Linked DNA regions of Mus musculus: regions 2, 3, 4 and 5 are each linked to region 1. A link is a contact called in public Hi-C and HiCAR-type data. All regions are on one chromosome and are shown on one strand. Each heading gives the region's core, a stretch centred on a gene start, on an enhancer-like site or on the middle of the called end of the contact. The rest is flanking DNA. Distances are from core to core; before and after follow the strand shown.

Region 1 (3,457 bases), core at 482-2,981:
AACTTAGCCAAAGATGCTTCTTAGTTTGATCCTCCTTTCTTCGGGTGCCCTCTATGGTCCTTTTTTGGTCCTTGAGTCAAGGCACGAGTCCACATGGTCCAAGTATTCAAGTCACTAAATCCTTAAAAGGTGAGTGTCTTGTCAAGTCAAAGGATAGTAATTACCTACAAGAATTTACCCTTTTTTAAATGATATAAATCTATTTAGAGAGGGCCACAGGAATGAAAGGAAAGACAGCTGTTGTGCTTTCAAACTACAATTGCCACAGGAAGTCACTCCATTTCTCAGATCCCTGCCCTACCTAATCCTTATCAGTTGTAGGGCAGTAAGATTAAAAGAGTGCTCTAGCCAAACCAAGTGCAGCATGAATAGTAATCAGAAGTTCACAACTTAACTAGTTTGCTAGGTCAAAACTTCAAGATTTATAATCTGTTTGAGCCACACTCCAGTAACTAGGTTTTACAGAACATTTTTATCTTCACTTAAGATATGTTTTGCATTTCTGGATATAGCTTTATTATAATGTAGTGGAAACCTTAAGAGAAAACCGAATAAAAAATAAATTAAAGGCTCGTCTAATAGCATTTATAGTCAAATTTCTTATGCAACTGACTGCAGAATAGTGTTTGTTTCTTAAAGACAGAGAGTCACTAGGTTGCCCTGGTGTATGCCAGGTCCATCAAACTGGCCTCAAATTCAAGACTCTCTCGGGTGTGGACCCTGCCCCACATACAAACTAAAGTCATTGAATTCACTGAGCCTCAAAATTATCTCTTTAGTTTTTGGAGTTGTTTGTACGTGTGGGTTTTGTTTGGGGTGGTTTTGCTTGGGTTTGTTGGTTGTTTTGTTTTGATATAGTGTCTATGTTGCTCTAGCTGTCCCGGATCTCACTAGGTAAACCAGGATGGTCAGAGATTCCCCCACAACCTACCCCCACCCCACCCCCGCTTCCAGAGCGTGGAAATTAAAGGTGTGTACCACAACGCCCGACTAAAACGATCATTTTTATGTTCTAATGCCATTAGTTTCAAGAAGTAAATGAACTGCCGCTTACAGAGTCTGAAATATAATGCCTGCTAATATATCTGCTGACTACTATTTGGTGATGGAGATCTTCGTGATACCTGAGATTTTGGTTTCCCAGTAGAGACGTAAAGTGAGGAGTCACTGTGACCGCTAGGGAACCTCAAACTCAAAAAAGGACTGCTTAGCTCAAAACTAGCTAACGGCACAATAATGCCGAGAGCCAGGAATCTACACTTTAGCCCAGGGACAGGCCACCACCATCCGGGAACTAGTAACGCCTGCTTGTTGTTCCGAGGCTGGGCGGCGGGAATCCAGAGCACTTGAGGAAGCCTGATGTTAAATATCCCTCAGGCTCGTCCACCGCCACACTCGACAGCCTCTCCTAACGTCAGGAACCTCACGCCGCCTCATAGGCTTGGGTCCTGGCCTCCATCCTATCGGAGACAAACCCGCGCTTTCTACTTCCAGGACGCAGCCATATTGCTGTACGGAACTTGATTCCAGGAGGGCTCGGGCCGCTCCGCCCGGACAGCCCTACTCGTCCTAGATGCCAGCTTCCCGGACAGGGCGGGACTCCCTTCGGGTCACCGACGCTAACGACGACCTGGGAAGAGCCCAGAGCTCGCTTGGCCCCCGATGCGGACACTTCCGGCGACGAGGGCGGGCGCTGAGCGAGCGCGCATGCGTACTCGCCGTCGCAGTCCTGACGTCAGCGCGGGCGGAAACTTTAAAATTCAAACCGCCTTGGGTTGACGGAAGCGGACGCTCTGGTTTGGGCGGCTGTTTTCGTGTGCAGTCGTGCGGTTTACGGAAAGCTGGGCGCCGGGTCTCGTTGAGAAGCTGAGCGAAAGGTAACTGCTGAGATGGGATCAGCTCTGTGTTAAAATGGTCCGCGGCGCTGGAGCTGACTGTTGCGAGGGAGCTGGGGTGGGATCTGCCCGGCTCTGCAACGTTTGTAGCGGGAGAAGGCGATGCTAACAGGTGGGGACTGACAGGGGGAAAGCTGATTGGTGTGTTGTGTACCCGTGCTGATGCTGCAACTTAAAAGCCTGGTATGGACATGACTGGAAACCAGTGAAATCATGAGAGTAAAACTAGGTTGAACGCAAGCCACCAAAACAAGGAGGGGTGTGGCTCAGTGCTCAGCGCTCAGCCCAGCTTGCTAAAGGGTCTGACTCTCCACCCCTAGCTCAAGACAAAACAACAACAATAAAAATGCGATCTGTCTAACCCTCTGTGGAAGCTAGGGCCGAGTGCATAGTGTCTGATGCTGCAGAGATGAAGACAGACTCCAACGTAGACATTATTTTGATACTTGTTTTAAAAGCGGGAGCAGCCTGTGTTGTAAACCGGATTGTTTATCTTTGTTGAAAGGTGTTGCAGTAAATCTCCAACCCAAATAAGCCCAGGCAATGAAAACACAACTTAATTAATATGAATACATGCTGTGCGCCTACATTGGGCAGATCTATCACTACACTACCATCTTCCCCATATAAGAGACCCCTTAGAACTTCTCCAGGCCAGGTGCTTCTGCTCTACTTTCCTTCTCCTCAGTCGTCCCCTCTCCTTTTCTCCCAAAACTTTCAGCTCCATCTTCCCCTCTTTTTTCTGCCTCGTTTTTTTCTACTTGAAGTTGCGTAGGTGTTCTTTGTAAGAACTTCGGTTTACATGGACAAATAAATATAGCATACAAGGAAACGATTGTTGTACAGAAACAAACTTAGTTGCTTTCCTACTAGAGGATAAAGATAATAATTGTTGCTCGTTGAATTGCTTGAGTCTGGAACATTTTCCTAACGCTGAAATCCTGAATTAGGTTTCGAGAATGAAGCGCAGTTCAGTTTCCACCTGTGGTGCTGGCCGCCTCTCTATGCAGGAGTTAAGGACCCTGGACCTCAATAAGCCAGGCCTTTATACCCCTCAAACGTAAGTGCCTCCCCTGTGCTTCTCAGCTGCTTACTTTACTGTCTAGAGAAAAAAAAAAAGTGCCAGAAATGGTTAGTACAAAAGTGTAAGTGATGTCTTGGTGACTCCTGTCTCCTCCCAGTAGTACTGGATTAGGGGGAGGGGGGCAATGAAATATAAAAGTGGACACGATGCTAGGTTTTAGCTCGTTGTCTCTCCAATTCCCATAGTCAGATTCTTTACTGGGCGTGCTATAAAATAATTGTCAATGCTTGCTTTCCTCTTATTCCTTTGTTATTAGCCGTTTAAGTAGGCACCATGGTATTACTCATTATTTATTAAGATGTTTCCAAATACTAAAGGTAGTAATAAAATGGAAGCAGATTTATTTGTTTTGGTGATAAGCTATAACATAATTTCCTCAAGTTTGGGGGCAGGTGTCCAAGGGAACGTGCTACATAGCTCGGTGTGGTCACACACACACCCCTACAATTCCAGTATTCAAAAGGCTCTAAGAAGAAGA
Region 2 (3,503 bases), core at 162-2,661, 1.1 Mb before region 1:
GAATAAATAGAAGGCCTTGAGTGTGTGTGCCACCGCCCCACACAACCTTCTTCCACAGAGTCATATCCATAGCCTCTGGCCTGCTACTCATGGACCGCTAGGGCAAAGTAGCAGTCAAGAGGACTGGAGGGTGGGCTTGGAAGTCTCACATGAGCAAATGATCCAGAACTGGAATTAAAAATATCCGTCTCATGTGTGGTGGTTTATGCTTGTAATCCCAAATCCCAGCACTTGAAAAGCCGGAACAGGATTTCCAAGAGTTCCTAGTCAGTCTAGGCAGTGTAGTGAGTTCAAGCCCAGCCTGGGCTACAAAAACGAGGTCGTATTTCAAAAAAGGCCAAAATAAAAAAAGTGAATAAACAAATAGTGTCGTGGTGGGGTGGTTGCTCAGCGGCAGAGCGTTCGCTTGTCTTATAGAAGGCTCTGAGTTTCATCCCCAGTTTCTGTCTGGAAACCTGTGCAGACACCATTATGAGAAAACCAAGTGGCTGACAGGTCTGACAGCATTTGTTGCGGCTAAAGCCGAAGAAGAACAACTCAGGCTCTCAGGAATGCTTTCAAATAACAGGAGTGTTGGAGAAGGTTCCCTTTCAAGGCTCCAAGGCTCTTGAATCTTGCAGGGCCTCGCTACCCCTGCCTCCTTCTGGTTTTTCTTTGCCTCCAGATTTATTCCGGAACCTGCTCCTCTGAAGTCGGACACATTTAATCTGTTAAATGTATAATTAGACAGAGTGTTTGGTTGCAACGATCGCTTCCAGTTTTCCCATTTATCCAAAATACTCTCTTGTTCGCACAGCGGAGAAATAGGGCAGGCAATCTGGAGGAAGGAACAGGCACCAGCAGCGGGAGGCGGGGCGGGCTTGGTGCTTTTCTCAATGAATACTGAGGCCTCTGCAGATTTGCATAGGAGCAGATCTCGCAGCGGCATTGGCCGGCGGGCTTGGAAGGGGGCGGGGCCGGCTGCGTGGGCTGGGCGGCTGCGCTGAGTTCGCTCTAGAGCCCCGCCCCTCGCGGAGGCCCCGCCCCCCTTCGGCGCGCGCTCGCGGCACTGCCAGCTGCAAGTGGCGGGCGCCCAGGCAGATGCGATCCAGCGGCTCTGGGGGCGGCAGCAGCGGTGGCAACTGGCACCTCCCGCTGCTTCTGTCCAGCGGTTCTCGGGGGGGCAGTAAGACGTTTTCCGTTCGCCCCCTGGCCAGTCAACAAAACCGCGGGCGCTGCTGGTAGGTGAGGAGGGGGCTGGCTACATTGCGGGCTCCTCTGCCCGGAATGTTTTCACTAGTCGCCAGCGGCCAGGGCCGCCCGGGTGCTTGGGAGTGAACTCCGAGGAACCAAGACGTCGGTGACGGCAAGGACGCTGCAAACTTGCGCGCGTGGAGGCAGCGGGAGCCTCCTCTCCGCAACGCAGAGCTCGTGTTCACGCCCAGAAGTTCAGCGGGCAGGGTGATCGATCCGAAGACTTCCTGCAGCGGAGGTCACTTGAGGGGGCGCTAGAAAGCAGCCCCCTCCGGTGGTCCTTGCCTAGACCTGGGAAGGAGCGCAGAGGAGGTGACAGGAGCGGAGGACGTGGGCAAGACAGTGACCGACTCGGAGCCACGGTTCACAGCCTGGAAAGTTGCAGAAGATTGGAAGCTAAGAGGAGAGCTCTGGTCGCCGAGGGCTCCTTGAACGGTACCTAATTGCCACCTCCCTGGTCCCTGAGCAAAGGCCTCTACAAATGGGGCGCAGCACGGCGAGAGGCGCAGGATCCAGCTGTTGAGCCCAGGGTGTCTCACTGTCTCCGAACTACCCCCTGACTTTGTCTTCCGTTTTGCTGAGAACCCTTCTCGCCTCCTTGTAGCTTGGGAAAAGCAAGGGCGCTCTATAGTGTACACACAGTCCCTGAGATCTAGTGGAAGGAGCCATTCAGGACCAAGGACTATTTGGAGCCCTTTCCTGTTTGGGGGAGAGTGAAGGGCGAGGCTGGACCAGCAAGGGAAGGGAGACTAGTGTAAACTCGCCCTCCAGCGGGATGGGAGCTGCTGGGTTCCTGTGGCTGCTGCCTCCACTGCTTTTGGCAGCAGCCTCGTACTCCGGAGCTGCAACCGATCAGCGCGCGGGTTCCCCAGCCTCAGGGCCTCCTCTGCAGCCCCGGGAGCCGCTCAGTTATTCGCGCCTGCAGAGGAAGAGTCTGGCAGTGGACTTCGTTGTACCCTCGCTCTTCCGCGTCTATGCCCGAGACCTGCTGCTACCGCAGCCACGGTCCCCCTCGGAGCCCGAGGCTGGCGGGCTGGAGGCGCGGGGATCACTGGCCCTGGATTGTGAGCCTCTGCTCAGGCTGCTGGGGCCACTGCCTGGAATCTCCTGGGCAGATGGAGCCAGTTCTCCTAGTCCCGAGGCGGGTCCGACGCTGTCCAGGGTGCTGAAGGGAGGCTCGGTGCGCAAGCTCAGGCGTGCCAAACAGCTGGTGCTGGAGCTGGGCGAGGAGACGATTCTTGAAGGCTGTATTGGTCCCCCAGAGGAGGTAGCGGCTGTGGGGATACTCCAGTTCAACCTCAGCGAGCTGTTCAGCTGGTGGATTCTCCACGGCGAAGGGAGGCTGAGGATCCGCCTGATGCCTGAGAAGAAGGCATCGGAAGTGGGCAGGGAGGGAAGGCTATCCAGTGCGATCCGAGCCTCCCAGCCCCGCCTTCTCTTCCAGATCTTCGGGACGGGTGAGCAGCTCCCACTAGAGTGTGTTGGGATTTGCATTTTTAGTTATACGACATGTAGACACTGCTAACTAACTCTTATTCTTCTAGCCCCCTTTTCATCGTACTTGAACTTAGACCCGTGGTTTCTTTTTATGTGCTTAAACATAGTAACTTCCCAATAGAACCTTCTCTCTCTCTCTCTAGCAACCAAGTTGGGAGAAAAGTTTTCCAGTGTTGGCAGAATGCCTTCCACTGACTTACACACGATCCCACTGGATCATAATTGGATGCCCTCCTTCCTGAGCTCTGAGAATGGCTGAAACGTCCCTATAACGCCCGAGTTCCAAGTTACGGGACCTCACACTATTGCTCTTTTTTTCTTGACTCTTGTTTCTCTTCTAGACGACCACCTATTTGGAGAATGTGGTCGAATTTCCCAGAGAATAGAGAATTCCCCTTAATACTGAGTCTCAGCCAACTGCCTGTCCCTGTCCCTCCTCTCCAGTGCTGGCTAACCCAGAGGTTCTCTTTTCCTTAATTATTCATTCTGCCACATTGGACTCCCACCTCCAGACTGTTTACACACTCAGACTCTCGATGTTCTCAGATGTCCCAGGAAAGTCCCAGAGGAACTAAGGAACAGGGGCAGGAGAGTTGTAGGGAATGGGATGAAAACTGTTGAGGTTACTTTGCTTCGGGGGGAGAAGCAAGACAGTTGCCTTTCCTGCCTCCCCCTTTGTTTGCCCTGGGAGTCTTAGCTTGCATGTGTGTAGCAGCTGCTCTGGATGAGAGCTCTGGCAGGCTCTCATTGCTGGAGGCTCCTGGAGTGAGGTT
Region 3 (3,657 bases), core at 844-3,343, 1.7 Mb before region 1:
AGAAACGTGTTTTTTGACCTTTCCAAGTCATCCTGAAATGCAAAACATGAGCGTGGAGTCGGGAATACATAATCAAAAGCCATGTTTTAGCCTAAGACCTTAAACTAAATAGATCATGGAGAAATATTCTTTAAGAACAGGGGTCAGGGCAAACGAGGGCAACTTTGAGGACCCAAACCAAAGTATTCCTGCTTAAGACCTACCTCCCGGAAGATACCATTAAAAATAGAAAATACATTCCTAAGGAAAAGGGGATGTTTTGATATTTCGGAGAGAAATTATTTATAGTCTATAAGTAGTGCAGCCCTTTGGGCACACAAACATAGAGAATCATTCTCTAGAATGTGACCAGGTGGAATTTATGCAAAGGATGATGCAGGTACACACAGCCATCTGCCAAATCACTCAGAAGACTCCAGACTAGAGCAAGCATCACCAAAAGCATCATGACCTACTATGTGGGCAATACTTCAGCAACCGTCTAGCCAGCATGAGAACCTGTCCCTGCACACAGAGAGATAGCATGAGGATATATTCCTGCACACAGAGAGATAGCATGAGGACCTATCCCTGCATGCAGAGAGTTGACCCTACTGGCTACTTCCATCTTTGCCAATCCCCAAATGGAGGCATTGCTTGGTCCCCAGGAATGCCATGAATGAATTAGCAGTGGTTCACAATCTGTGACATCCTGAGCAGCTTGAAAATAGACACTGCTTGCAGGTCGTAACACTACTGGGACATGTGCATCTTTCATTGGGTGGCAGTCACTCGCTATCTCTGCAGGTCGCTGCTACTACTTTCTCTGCCGGCTCCTTTCTGCATGCCGCATGCACATGTGCCACCTCATTAATCTTCAAACTGCCCAGAGCAGCTAGCGGAGTGGAGGATATGGGGAGTGACTGCAGGCTTCTTTGATCCAGGACAAACATGGCACTCCTCTTTGCTCGGAAGGCCAGAGGGGACTAGAACATGGTTCCAGAAGAAGCAGGCCCATACAGGCTCTAAGTGTCTCTCCGTGAGGCTGGTACGCAGTGGGAGGACATTCACGGACAATGTTTCCTAAAGGAAATGTGCAATTTCGTGACTGGATCAGCTTGAAGTCTCTGTGCTTGATCGATAGGGATGATGAAGAGGGAGGCTGAAAACCAGGGTGAGGATGCGGCTAGTGGATAAATGTTTTTTAACTCGGATGAGATATCTGTCAAGGTAGAAATAAAAAAAGGTACAGAGAGATCCTTTTCTAGGCCTGTTGAGTGAACATCTTGACCATATGCAGGCAGGCAGGCAGGTCAGTAGGTGTCTGGAATGGAGATGTTAATCATACAGGGCTGCCTAATCAGAAGGAGTCCAGAAAGGCAGTGAGCTCAGTGGGCTATCTGAGTCCAGAGGAGCCACACAGTCAGTAGACTAGAACCTGAAAGTCAGGCATAGCCACAGAATAAAGTCGACTAGAATAAAGCTTTTGATAGACACCTGCCCCGGCAAAACTGAAGTCAGAGAAGCGCTCAGGACAGGCCTACTCAAGGTCAAATCTCCTGAGCCATTGGACCATAAATATTTATTTTTATGATTAAAAAATGTACATGTATAAAGATGTTTAAACAGACTTTCAGTATAGATTTTTATTTTTTATTATATGTATGGGGAGCAGGTATGTGCATCTGAGTGTGGGTGCCAACAAAAGATGGAACAAAACATTGGATCCCCATAAAACTGGAGTTACTGGTAGCTGTGAGCCGCCCAACATGGGTGGTGGGGATAAAACTCCGGTCCTCTGGAAGAGGTTCAAGAGTCTGGCCTGAGTCACTGAACTTTACATTTCTTGGGTTGCCTGAGTCTGCCATGTATTACAACATGGCAGAACTCATGCATAGATGTTCCAGCAGTTCCAGAAAAGAAGTCCAGGGAAACTTAAAGAAAGCGTGAAGCCAAAATGTACTTATCAGGGAAGAAAAACCTATGAGAAGCAGGCTATATCAGGCTGTAGCTGGGATATGCCCTCTTGGTTGGTGATCATACCAGCTGATGAGCACCAGCCAACAGAGAATTGGTGTCTTTATACTTCCTCTTTGTGGTCTAGAGGCATGAAACGGTTTGTGAAGAGAGGGGTGGTATGTTAAACTGTCTTCCTGTGCCACGCCACGCTGAACAGAAGCCACTGTGTAAAACCTTTGTAGCCAGAAGGGGTCGAATGTGGGCCATATTGGCCACCAAAGGCTTCCTGGAGAAGGCAGAGTGTACACAAACCTGCAGAATCCCTAGGTACGACAGCGTTCACCCTGTTAGTTGGGGGTGGGGTCAACAAGCAAGGAAGCAAGGACACTTCAAAGTCCAAGATGGCTCCAACTACCATCTGTGGGACACAGGAAAAAGGAAAGTTGTCCTGTGTCCCTCTCCTCCACCACTCCTCCAGCTTCTTTTGCCAGTGGGAGGGTTGGGTTTGGTTACACGGATGGCCGGTCAGAAGTCTGAGCTGGTTTCATTTGAGCTTTTTTTGTTTTTTGTTTTTTGTTTTTACTTTGAAGGGGTTAGTACAGGAAGATAGGCAAGGGATGGAACACTTCTTGTTTTCTTCTGTAGGGTCAGATCTGCCTCCCCTGTACAGCCATTGGGCAACACGGCCATGGACCCTCCACAGGCTGTGTGACATTTGTTGTATTATGTCCCACTTCGGGTTTAATGCCATATTTATCTTATTAGAATTAAATAGCACAAATTTATTTATTGTCTTAGAGTTCCTTGGTCAGAAGTGAGACTGGGTGTCCGGCATGGTATATTTTTGGGTAGACGCCCTATGGTGGCATCCATTTTCTTGCCTCTTTTCATCTTCTAGAGACAACCTGTGTTCCTCCACACTTCTCCCCTTCATCCTTCAAAGCTGGTGAAAAATCTAGTCTCTCAAATCTCATAGCAGTAACCTTCTCTTTAACATCTATCTTCCATGGGAAAGGTTCCACATGCCTTTCCTTCTGTTACTGGAATGACTAGTCTGACTTTATAAGCAGAAAGGATGGTTGAGAACCCATTTCTGGGGTTCCAAGGCACTGGCACTCACTGGTTCTGATGGGACTGTCATGGTAGGTGACAGGAACATGTTTGTGAGGGGAAAAAAAATCACACACACCCCTCAAACAACAAAGCAGCAATGTAGAGACTGATTTAGGCTTCTCTAACAACTGGGTCTAGTGAGAGTTCACTCCACAACTCCCATGTTCCCCCTAGGGGCAGAACCCCAGTGACATAAGAATTCCTACTAGCTCCTGCCTCTTCCATAATGTTTCCCTGCCATTTCCAGGCTGTGAGCTCTCAACACGTGAAGCCTGGAAGGAGGCACACCACATTCAATCCGCAGATGGACCCTTGCTCTTCCATTGGCTTACCCTACCTCATCCAGATGACCACCTCCTCATCTGCGGGGCAGTCAGGTAGCATCCTTCATCCCACCCACAGCCTTATTGGATCTAATGCATTTGCGTGTTTGGGGTTATTGGTAGGTAGACCCGTTTCAGGGGAGCACTGCTGTGCCTGCCACAGTTCGCAATGTTATTGGGCTGATGGCCTGGCTTATAATGTTATGTGCCCTTGGATATTGTATTTGAACCCTTACTCCAGGCCTTCCAGATGTGAAGGGGGATCGGTGGGGAGCAGTGTTTG
Region 4 (3,641 bases), core at 1,094-3,593, 1.6 Mb before region 1:
CTGTCTCGGAAAAACAAAAACAAGAATAAGAAGAAGCAGCCCAGGGATCCACCCCATAATCAGCTTCCAAACGCTGACACCATTGCATACACTAGCAAGATTTTGCTGAAAGGACCCAGATAGAGCTGTCTCTTGTGAGACTATGCCGGGGCCTAGCAAACACAGAAGTGGATGCTCACAGTCAGCTATTGGATGGATCACAGGGCTCCCAATGGAGGAGCTAGAGAAAGTGCCCAAGGAGCTAAAGGGATCTGCAACCCTATAGGTGGAACAACATTATGAACTAACCAGTACCCCGGAACTCTTGACTCTAGCTGCATATGTATCAAAAGATGGCCTAGTCGGCCATCACTGGAAAGAGAGGCCCATTGGACACACAAACTTTATATACCCCAGTACAGGGGAACACCAAGGCCAAAAAAATGGGAATGGGTGGGTAGGGAAGTGGGGGGGGAGTAGGGGGGACTTTTGGGATAGCATTGGAAATGTAATTGAGGAAAATACATAATAATAAAAAAGAAAGAAAGAAAGAAGAAGAAGCAGAAGCAGCAGCCACCTAGTTACCACTACATATAACCTCAATCCTAGGCCAAACTGACTCTATCTCCCCAGATTCAGTTTGAAAGAGTCCCTCCTAACGTATGCAGGAGCCAACCTCTTTAGACCTGGTGGGAACATTTGCTCAAATTAAAGCCACGTGGAAACCACAGTGCAAGATACTCGGGGCACCCCTGAGACAGAAGCTATTAGGACTGAAGCTAAGTGCTCTGTGTCTTTTCAATTCCTTTACTAAATCAAAAACACCTAAGTCTAAGGCCTGGCGTGATAGCTCAATGGTTTAAAGCACTTACTCCTCTTTTAAGGGAGCAGGGTTGGGTTCCCCACACCCACATTAGGTGACTCAAAAACCATCTGAAACTCCAGCTCCAGTGTCACCACACTGTGTGGTGAATATAAACTCATGCAGCCTCGCATACACAAATACAAATTTTTTAATACATGAATTTTGCAAAGTCTTTCATCAAAATAGTATTTTAAAAAGTAGCCCATCCAACTCTTTAAACTTTTTGTGACAGGGGGTTTCTTTCCCGAAACACGTGATGGGTATGAATGGGAAGCATTTTATCTTGGTAAGGCCTTCACCAATTTCTTTTTCAATACTTTCCTTGGACTTAACTGAATGTAAAACTCAGCTCTGTCTACATCCAATCAGAGGCGACTAAGCCTTCAGGCAAGAACCAGGAAACAAAACAGCTCCACAACCACAAAGAAACACCTTATGCCTTGTCTTTATTGCTTCTGGTCAAACATAATCTTAGATGTTAAGATACAACTTGAGAAGCCGGGCGTGGTGGAGCACGCCTTTAATCACAGCATTTCGGAGGCAGAGGCAGATTTCTGAGTTTGAGGCCAGCCTGGTCTACATAGTGATACAAAGTGACAGCCAGGACTATACAGAGAAACACTGTCTCGAAAAAAAAAACAAAAACAAAAACAAACAAAAAAAGAACAACAAAAAAGATACAACCTGAGAGACCAAACCTGCCAGGTGGGCGTGGTGAAGCACGCCTGTTATCGCACCAATACAAGGGCAGAGGCAAGGACCATGAGAGGCCAGCCCTTAGCTAGAGCGAATGCCAATAAAAAGGAAAATTGGACTCGAAGTCAGCCTTCAATGTGGCCTATCGTTCTTTCTGTGGCACTGCCACCTAGACCTAGGGCACACCTCTGTCACCTGCAAGAAACAAACTGCTTGAACCCTGAAAAACTCTCTTGTGGGCCGTTCACGTGGCGACCCCTGGAAAGCCTTGTGCTCCTGGAATCTGGACCCTGACACACCGTAGGCGGTGTAGGGGGACCCGGCAGCTCCCGGGTTTCACCGAGGTGTGGTGTGGACAGGAAGGTGAGCACAGAAGGGGCACCCGACGCTCCTCGCCCCCGCATCCTGATCAGCTCTGGAGGCTTCGGCCTCCCTCCCAAGAGCCGATCGCCCTAAGCCCTCCACCCAATTCCCGCCAGTGTCCGTCCCCCAGGGCCCACCCGAGGAGGCCTGCTCCGGGGAAAAGCCGCCGAGCCGCAGCTCTCCATCCGCCCACTCGGGAAAAAAAAATCCCTTGGCTGCCGCCATGTTCCCGCGCCGAAGCCCACACCTGACACCGCGGGCCGCGCACCTGGGACACACCGGGGGAAACGCGCGACGTCGCGGGGACACTGGGGCGAGACAGCGACTCCACGGGGGTCACAACCTGGGAGAAGAACCCGCCGCTAATTCATCCCGAAGCGGGGAGGCGTCGAGCCCCGTCGCCTTAGTAATGCGTCCCTCCGGGCTCCACCCTGATTGGCTCCTGGCGCAGTGACGCAAGGCGTCTCCGGCTGCGTGGGAAGCCCTTGAACCGGGCGCTCCGCCCCTGCTCCGCAGTGGGGAGAGACCCCGGGCGTCGTCTAAGCTCCTTTAAAGGAACCGCGCCCCAGATCAGTGTGGCCAGGCGCAGATGCCTGCCAAAGCTGGTAGGGGTAGAGGAGCAAGAAACCAAAAATGAGAACTCAAGCGGTGGTCTCCGGGGAATCTAGTGGTTGCGTAGGGGGATGGCAAAGCTAGAGCACTCATTTGCAAGCCTAACGTTTACGTCAGGAATCAAAGGGCAATTTAGTATCCAGCCAATTCTAGAGCCTGAGTTTCTGCTGGCACAAAACTCAAGACACCTTCAACGCCTGAGGTTACCTCATGGAAAATAAATCGGAGGCAATCATTTACAACTCTTACTTTCTTGCCTCATGTAAAGAGCAAATGATCACGCAGTCAGTTCTAGAGCCAGGTTCCTGATGGTGTAAAACTAAACGCACCTTCATTCAACCCCTAAAGTTGCAGGATGGAAAACGCAGAGACACTAAATGACAAGCGTTATTTTCTTGCCCCAAGTCAAAAAGCAACTCCAGGTTCTGTGGTGCGCAACTGTTGCTAATTCGCAGTGTTTGCTCAAGTCTCAACGTTTCCTCTTCTGGATGGCCCAATCAGTTTTTATGTTGCTGTCGGGTTTTTGTCGTTGTTGTTGTTGTTGTTTGGTTTTTTGGGTTTTTTTTTTTTTTCTGTTTGTTGGTTTTTTTGGTTTTTTTTTTTTTTTCTGTTTGTTGGTTTTTTGGGTTTTTTTTTTTTTTTTTAAGTTTGGTTTGGTTTGGTTTGGTTTTGTAGGACACTCTTTTGGAAAGGTCTTTGTGCCTTTCTACAGTGTTGGATCTGGCTCCAAACCTACCAGACTAAGCACCTGGATGCTAGAGACTGGTTAATTTAACCTCTTTGCGTTTCCCCTGCACAATACCTTCTTGCTGACTTTTAACAGATAATAGACATCTTTAAAAATATGAAATGTCCACACATAGCCGACAGAGCCTTTCAACAGCTTTTCATTTATGTTTATTCATTTAATCTGTTTATTTAACATGAAACAGAGAGAAATGAATTTTTAAGTTCAGGGTAGCCTTGTGTGGTAGTACATGCCTGTAGTCCCAGCAGTCCCCATAACAGAGCCAGGAGACTGCCTCTGCAAGACTCTAAATTTTAAAAAACAAATGCAAGGTGCCTTCGCGCTCAGAGCCAGCGTTACCTCTCCTTTACCTTTATTCAATACTTAAGTGTTTGAGAT
Region 5 (3,741 bases), core at 263-2,762, 1.3 Mb before region 1:
GGTGGCAGGGTGGGAGAGAGACTTTTAATTTGAAAGGAGGACTGGTCATAGTGGCAGTGCTGGAGCAAGAATCATTTAGAGAGTAGAATAAACATGAGCCAGAAAGGGAAGGCAGATTTTATTCTATTTTATTTTATTTTAGATAAGGTTTTATGTAGCCTAGGTTGGCCTTGAATTTGCTAAATAGCTCAAGAAGACATTGAACATTTTAAATAAAAATCTAAACATTTAGTGTTGGAGAGATGGCTCAGTAGTTGAGAACACTGGCTGGTCTAGCAGAGTCCTGAGTTTTCATTCTCACCGCCCACATGGCGGCCCACAACCACCTGTAACTGCAGCTACTGGGTTTCTGATGCCCTCTTCTGGCCTTTTCAGGCACTGCACACTGCAATTCACTTACATACATGTAGGCAAAACACTCATCACAAAATAAAACTAAATAAATACTTCTATAAATGTGATTCTTACCAGTTGTGGTGGTTCACACCGTTAATCCCAGCACTCAGGAGGCAGGGGCAGGGGCAGGGGCAGGGGCAGGGGCAGGGGCAGGGGCAGGGGCAGGGGCAGGGGCAGGGGCAGGGGCAGGGGCAGGGGCAGGGGCAGACAGATCTGAGTTCAAGGCCAGCTTGGTCTACAAAGAGAGTTCCAGGATAGCCCTGGCTGTTACACAGGGAGATCCTGTCTAAACAAAACAAAACAAAAGTTAATTTATTTATTTTTATGATAAACACACATGTTCATGTGAGTGTGTGCATGACTAAATGTGCATGTACGTGTGTGTGTGTGTGTGTGTGTGTGTGTGTGTGTAGGTCAGCGGTCAGTGTTGGGTGTTCTCCCCTATTCCCCTATTGCTTTCCACCCTATTTTTTTTTTTTTTTGAGACAGAGTCTCTTACTGAACCTGGAGCTCATTGATTCAGCTGGGTTGTCTAGCCAATGAGCTGTCTGGGCAGTGAGCTCCAGGGATCTGCCCCTCACTTCTGGCATTGCACATTTGCACCACCATGCTTGGCTTTTACATGGGTGCTGTAGACTTGAACTCAGGCCCTTATGCTGTGTGGCAGATACCTTACTGATGCATCATCACCCAGCCCTGGCCTTGTACTTTTGATCTTCCCATTTCCCCTCCCAGATTCCAGAATTCCCTGTGTACACCACTGTATCCAATACATGCAGTGCTGGGGACTGAAGCCAAGGCGTTGCACATATTAGACAAACACTACCAAATGGGCCACACCCTCAGTCCCAACAGGTTGCCTTTAACATCTGGCTGCTAGGTGTTTGTTTAAGAACATTCTTCACACCCATCGTTTGAGTTATCATTAGCCGTCAAGATAACGTGTGTGGAATTTACTGAGCCCAGCACCGTAGAAGGCACAGCTTTTCAAATAAAGAAGGAAATAGCCACTCCCTGTTATCCAGGAAGTGGATGATGACCAAGCCTCATCCCATGCTCCCGATGAAGCAACAGCTGCCCAGGGAGGCTGCTGTCTTGCTTGCTGTTTGTGGTCAACTGATAACTGACTGAGGTTGACCTACCTGGCAAGTACCCCTTGCTGATCCCAACCGCAGGCAGATCTTGCATGAGCGTTCCCTCTGGCTGACCCAGAGGTGCTTTGGCAGGAAGTGTTCACATCACGAAGGTCCACACAGACCTGCATCCTCTCACAGCTGAGGCTTAAGTGGTAGAGAGCAACTGACAGAAAGGTGGAAGTTAAGTGAAACTCTTCTGTTTCTTTGCTGGATTCCCTTCAAGTCTCTTTAAACAAGCTTTCTGGAATGTTCCACAGTCCTGCAAATGAGCTACGAGCTCTCTCTTAAAATTTATCTCTTAAACCATGAGCTAGGAGGTTTTCTTTTTAAGCTGCAAAAATGAGTTGCAGCCATCAGAAAGAACTAATTTATTTATATTTATGGGGAATATTAAAAAATTACTTGCATATTTATATACACACTCAAGCACAAACACAATCAACATTAGTCAAGCCCCTAACCTCAGCAACTCCTAAGCCTCCTGGTTATTATGTAGTTACTTATTCATCTTTATTAGCTTCTCAGTCTCAGCAAGGCTGGCAGGTTTCAACGTTGACATTAACTCTGCTTCTGACTCCACAGTCCCTGGACCTCAGCTTGATTCACTGTAAGATTGCTGGAAGTGGGCTAACCGGTCTCTGAGAGTCCCTCCTGGTCTTCAGCTCTGTGCCCTCTGCCTCTGCGCAAGCAGAGTCTGAAGTGAGCCTTCCACGCAAACACTTCCTCTCTAGGCAAGCATTGTATCTGGACAGTGTTCCTGGGAAATACTCACGAAGGGACGTGGAAGCAAAGCAGGAAAGGGAAGAAGATAACAGGGTTTTTAAACAAGTTGCTGTTGAAACTGCTGTGGAATTCTGGGACATCCTGGAAGGAAGGATTTTGTATATTTATTGCCCCCCTCTCCCCATCTGCTGCTGGTGGTGTGGTTGGTGTGGGTGGTGGTGGTGTGGGTGGGTGGGTAAGTGGTGGTAATGTGGGTAGGTGGGTGGGTGGTGGTGGGCTACTTCCAGGACTCTTTAGGGCAATGGTTCTCAACTGTCCTAATGTTATGACCCTTCAATACAGTTCCTCATGTTGTTGTGACCCCTAACCATGAAATTATATCTGTTGTTACTTCATAACTTTAATTTTGCTACTCTTACAACTCTTAGTGTAAATATTTTGGGAGACAGAAGTTTGCCAAAGGAGTTGTGACCCAGAGGTTCAGAACCACTGTTTTAGGCACACTTGTTTTGTTTTGTTTTGTTTTGTTTTGTTTTGTTTTGTTTTGTTTTGTTTTTCCCCTTTTCAGGAGGAGTGTCTGGTAGCTGAAAGCCCTGGGCAGAGGGAGGTATTAGTGCTTGCAGCAGCTGTTGCTGTGTTCAGGTGTGCTGTGAAGGGGGCGGGCATCTATACTCAGTTTGGAAAAGTCAAGGCTTGCCTTTGCTCTGAGAGCAGTTCTGCTCTCTGTAGCTGGACTTTTCACCATGGAGGACAGAAAGGTTTACATGGTGAAAAGTCTTGCCTTTTGAAAGAAGCTAAGTATTCAAGGATTACCCTAGAAACTTAAGTCCCGAGCTAGGGACACCTACGCTAACTTCAGCAACCGTTGACTACTGTGGAATAATTTGAGCTGCAAATACTGCTTTCTTGCTTTGTCCTGCTATCCAAGACATTCTAAAAGTGACACTGCCCTGCATGGTGCCTGAGAGAAAGTAAAAGTGTCTTCTACTTGGCACTCCACAGCTGCACCTACACCGCTCCGTGAGTCTGAGTGTCCGTGAGTCTGAGCGCTGGCCTCCAGCGGGTTTCAGGTCTCAGACCCTGATGCTCTGGATCTCAGGTGTGAGCCAACATGTCCAGGCCTCTGTTCTTTCTAAGGAAGATTTTATAAAAGAACCAAATACATCAATTAATTTCTTTCTACTCATTTTTGTTCGTTGTCCAATCTCAGCCTCTCACTTTTGTGGCCAGATTCACTACCCTACTGAGGCCTGTAGTGACATGTTCCGTTTCCCGTGTGTTGTTTCAAGCTTTCTGCATAGACCAGCATGTTCTAACTTGCTACTTTCCGTCACTCATAATCCCAATGACTTCAAATCTATGTTCTCTCTCTCTCTCTCTCTCTCTCTCTCTCTCTCTCAATTTGAATGGTTGCTGAAATCCAAGTCTAGGTCTCCATTCTTATGTGGCAGGCACTTTATCAACTAGGCTATTGGCTAGGTACTTT

What was found. Hi-C and Micro-C count contacts between places; a contact is called where the count stands out from the background. HiCAR-type assays count read pairs that join an accessible place to other places.
Region 2: a contact with region 1 is called in a HiCAR-type map of astrocytes, with 4 times the contacts expected there. The contact joins the promoter of Alk here to the promoter of Ndc80 in region 1. A contact is called at or near these places in 1 of 39 promoter capture datasets (hippocampal neurons) and 4 of 115 datasets of contacts at active chromatin or transcription factors (astrocytes, embryonic hindbrain, embryonic stem cells and 1 more).
Region 3: a contact with region 1 is called in a Hi-C map of B cells, with 5 read pairs. The contact joins the enhancer-like site here to the promoter of Ndc80 in region 1. A contact is called at or near these places in 4 of 39 promoter capture datasets (the 3T3-L1 cell line, hippocampal neurons and pre-B cells), 1 of 484 Hi-C or Micro-C datasets (B cells) and 1 of 115 datasets of contacts at active chromatin or transcription factors (large pre-B cells).
Region 4: a Hi-C map of B cells shows a contact between it and region 1, with 8 read pairs. The contact joins the promoter of Lclat1 here to the promoter of Ndc80 in region 1. A contact is called at or near these places in 3 of 39 promoter capture datasets (embryonic stem cells, hippocampal neurons and liver), 1 of 484 Hi-C or Micro-C datasets (B cells) and 2 of 115 datasets of contacts at active chromatin or transcription factors (astrocytes and large pre-B cells).
Region 5: a contact with region 1 is called in a Hi-C map of bone marrow-derived macrophages, with 9 read pairs. The contact joins the enhancer-like site here to the promoter of Ndc80 in region 1. A contact is called at or near these places in 12 of 39 promoter capture datasets (the 3T3-L1 cell line, 3T3-L1-derived adipocytes, the C10 cell line and 7 more), 1 of 484 Hi-C or Micro-C datasets (bone marrow-derived macrophages), 4 of 115 datasets of contacts at active chromatin or transcription factors (the 230-238 cell line, astrocytes, epiblast stem cells and 1 more) and 1 of 9 other capture datasets (macrophages).

The regions. Positions count from the first base shown.
Region 1 is chr17:71,525,131-71,528,587 of GRCm38.p6, reverse strand. It overlaps Ndc80 (NDC80 kinetochore complex component), which reads left to right and starts at 1,731. Exons shown (of 17, transcript NM_023294.2): 1 at 1,731-1,877; 2 at 2,846-2,955. The coding sequence starts at 2,855. It also overlaps a transcript of Spdya not described here.
Region 2 is chr17:72,602,215-72,605,717 of GRCm38.p6, reverse strand. It overlaps Alk (anaplastic lymphoma kinase), which reads left to right and starts at 1,411. Exons shown (of 29, transcript NM_007439.2): 1 at 1,411-2,690. The coding sequence starts at 2,009.
Region 3 is chr17:73,272,472-73,276,128 of GRCm38.p6, reverse strand. No RefSeq gene overlaps it. Among named protein-coding and RNA genes, the nearest start is that of E330032C10Rik, 23 kb to the right of the region's middle. Within about 2 kb of position 2,093, at least 82 of the 459 cell types and tissues checked have an H3K27ac peak or open chromatin away from gene starts, as enhancers often do. A contact at or near this core is called in B cells and pre-B cells, where this site is marked.
Region 4 is chr17:73,106,687-73,110,327 of GRCm38.p6, reverse strand. Lclat1 (lysocardiolipin acyltransferase 1) reads right to left here and starts at 2,343. Exons shown (of 6, transcript NM_001177967.1): 1 at 2,172-2,343.
Region 5 is chr17:72,793,317-72,797,057 of GRCm38.p6, reverse strand. No RefSeq gene overlaps it. Among named protein-coding and RNA genes, the nearest start is that of Ypel5, 41 kb to the left of the region's middle. Within about 2 kb of position 1,512, at least 34 of the 459 cell types and tissues checked have an H3K27ac peak or open chromatin away from gene starts, as enhancers often do. A contact at or near this core is called in bone marrow-derived macrophages, where this site is marked.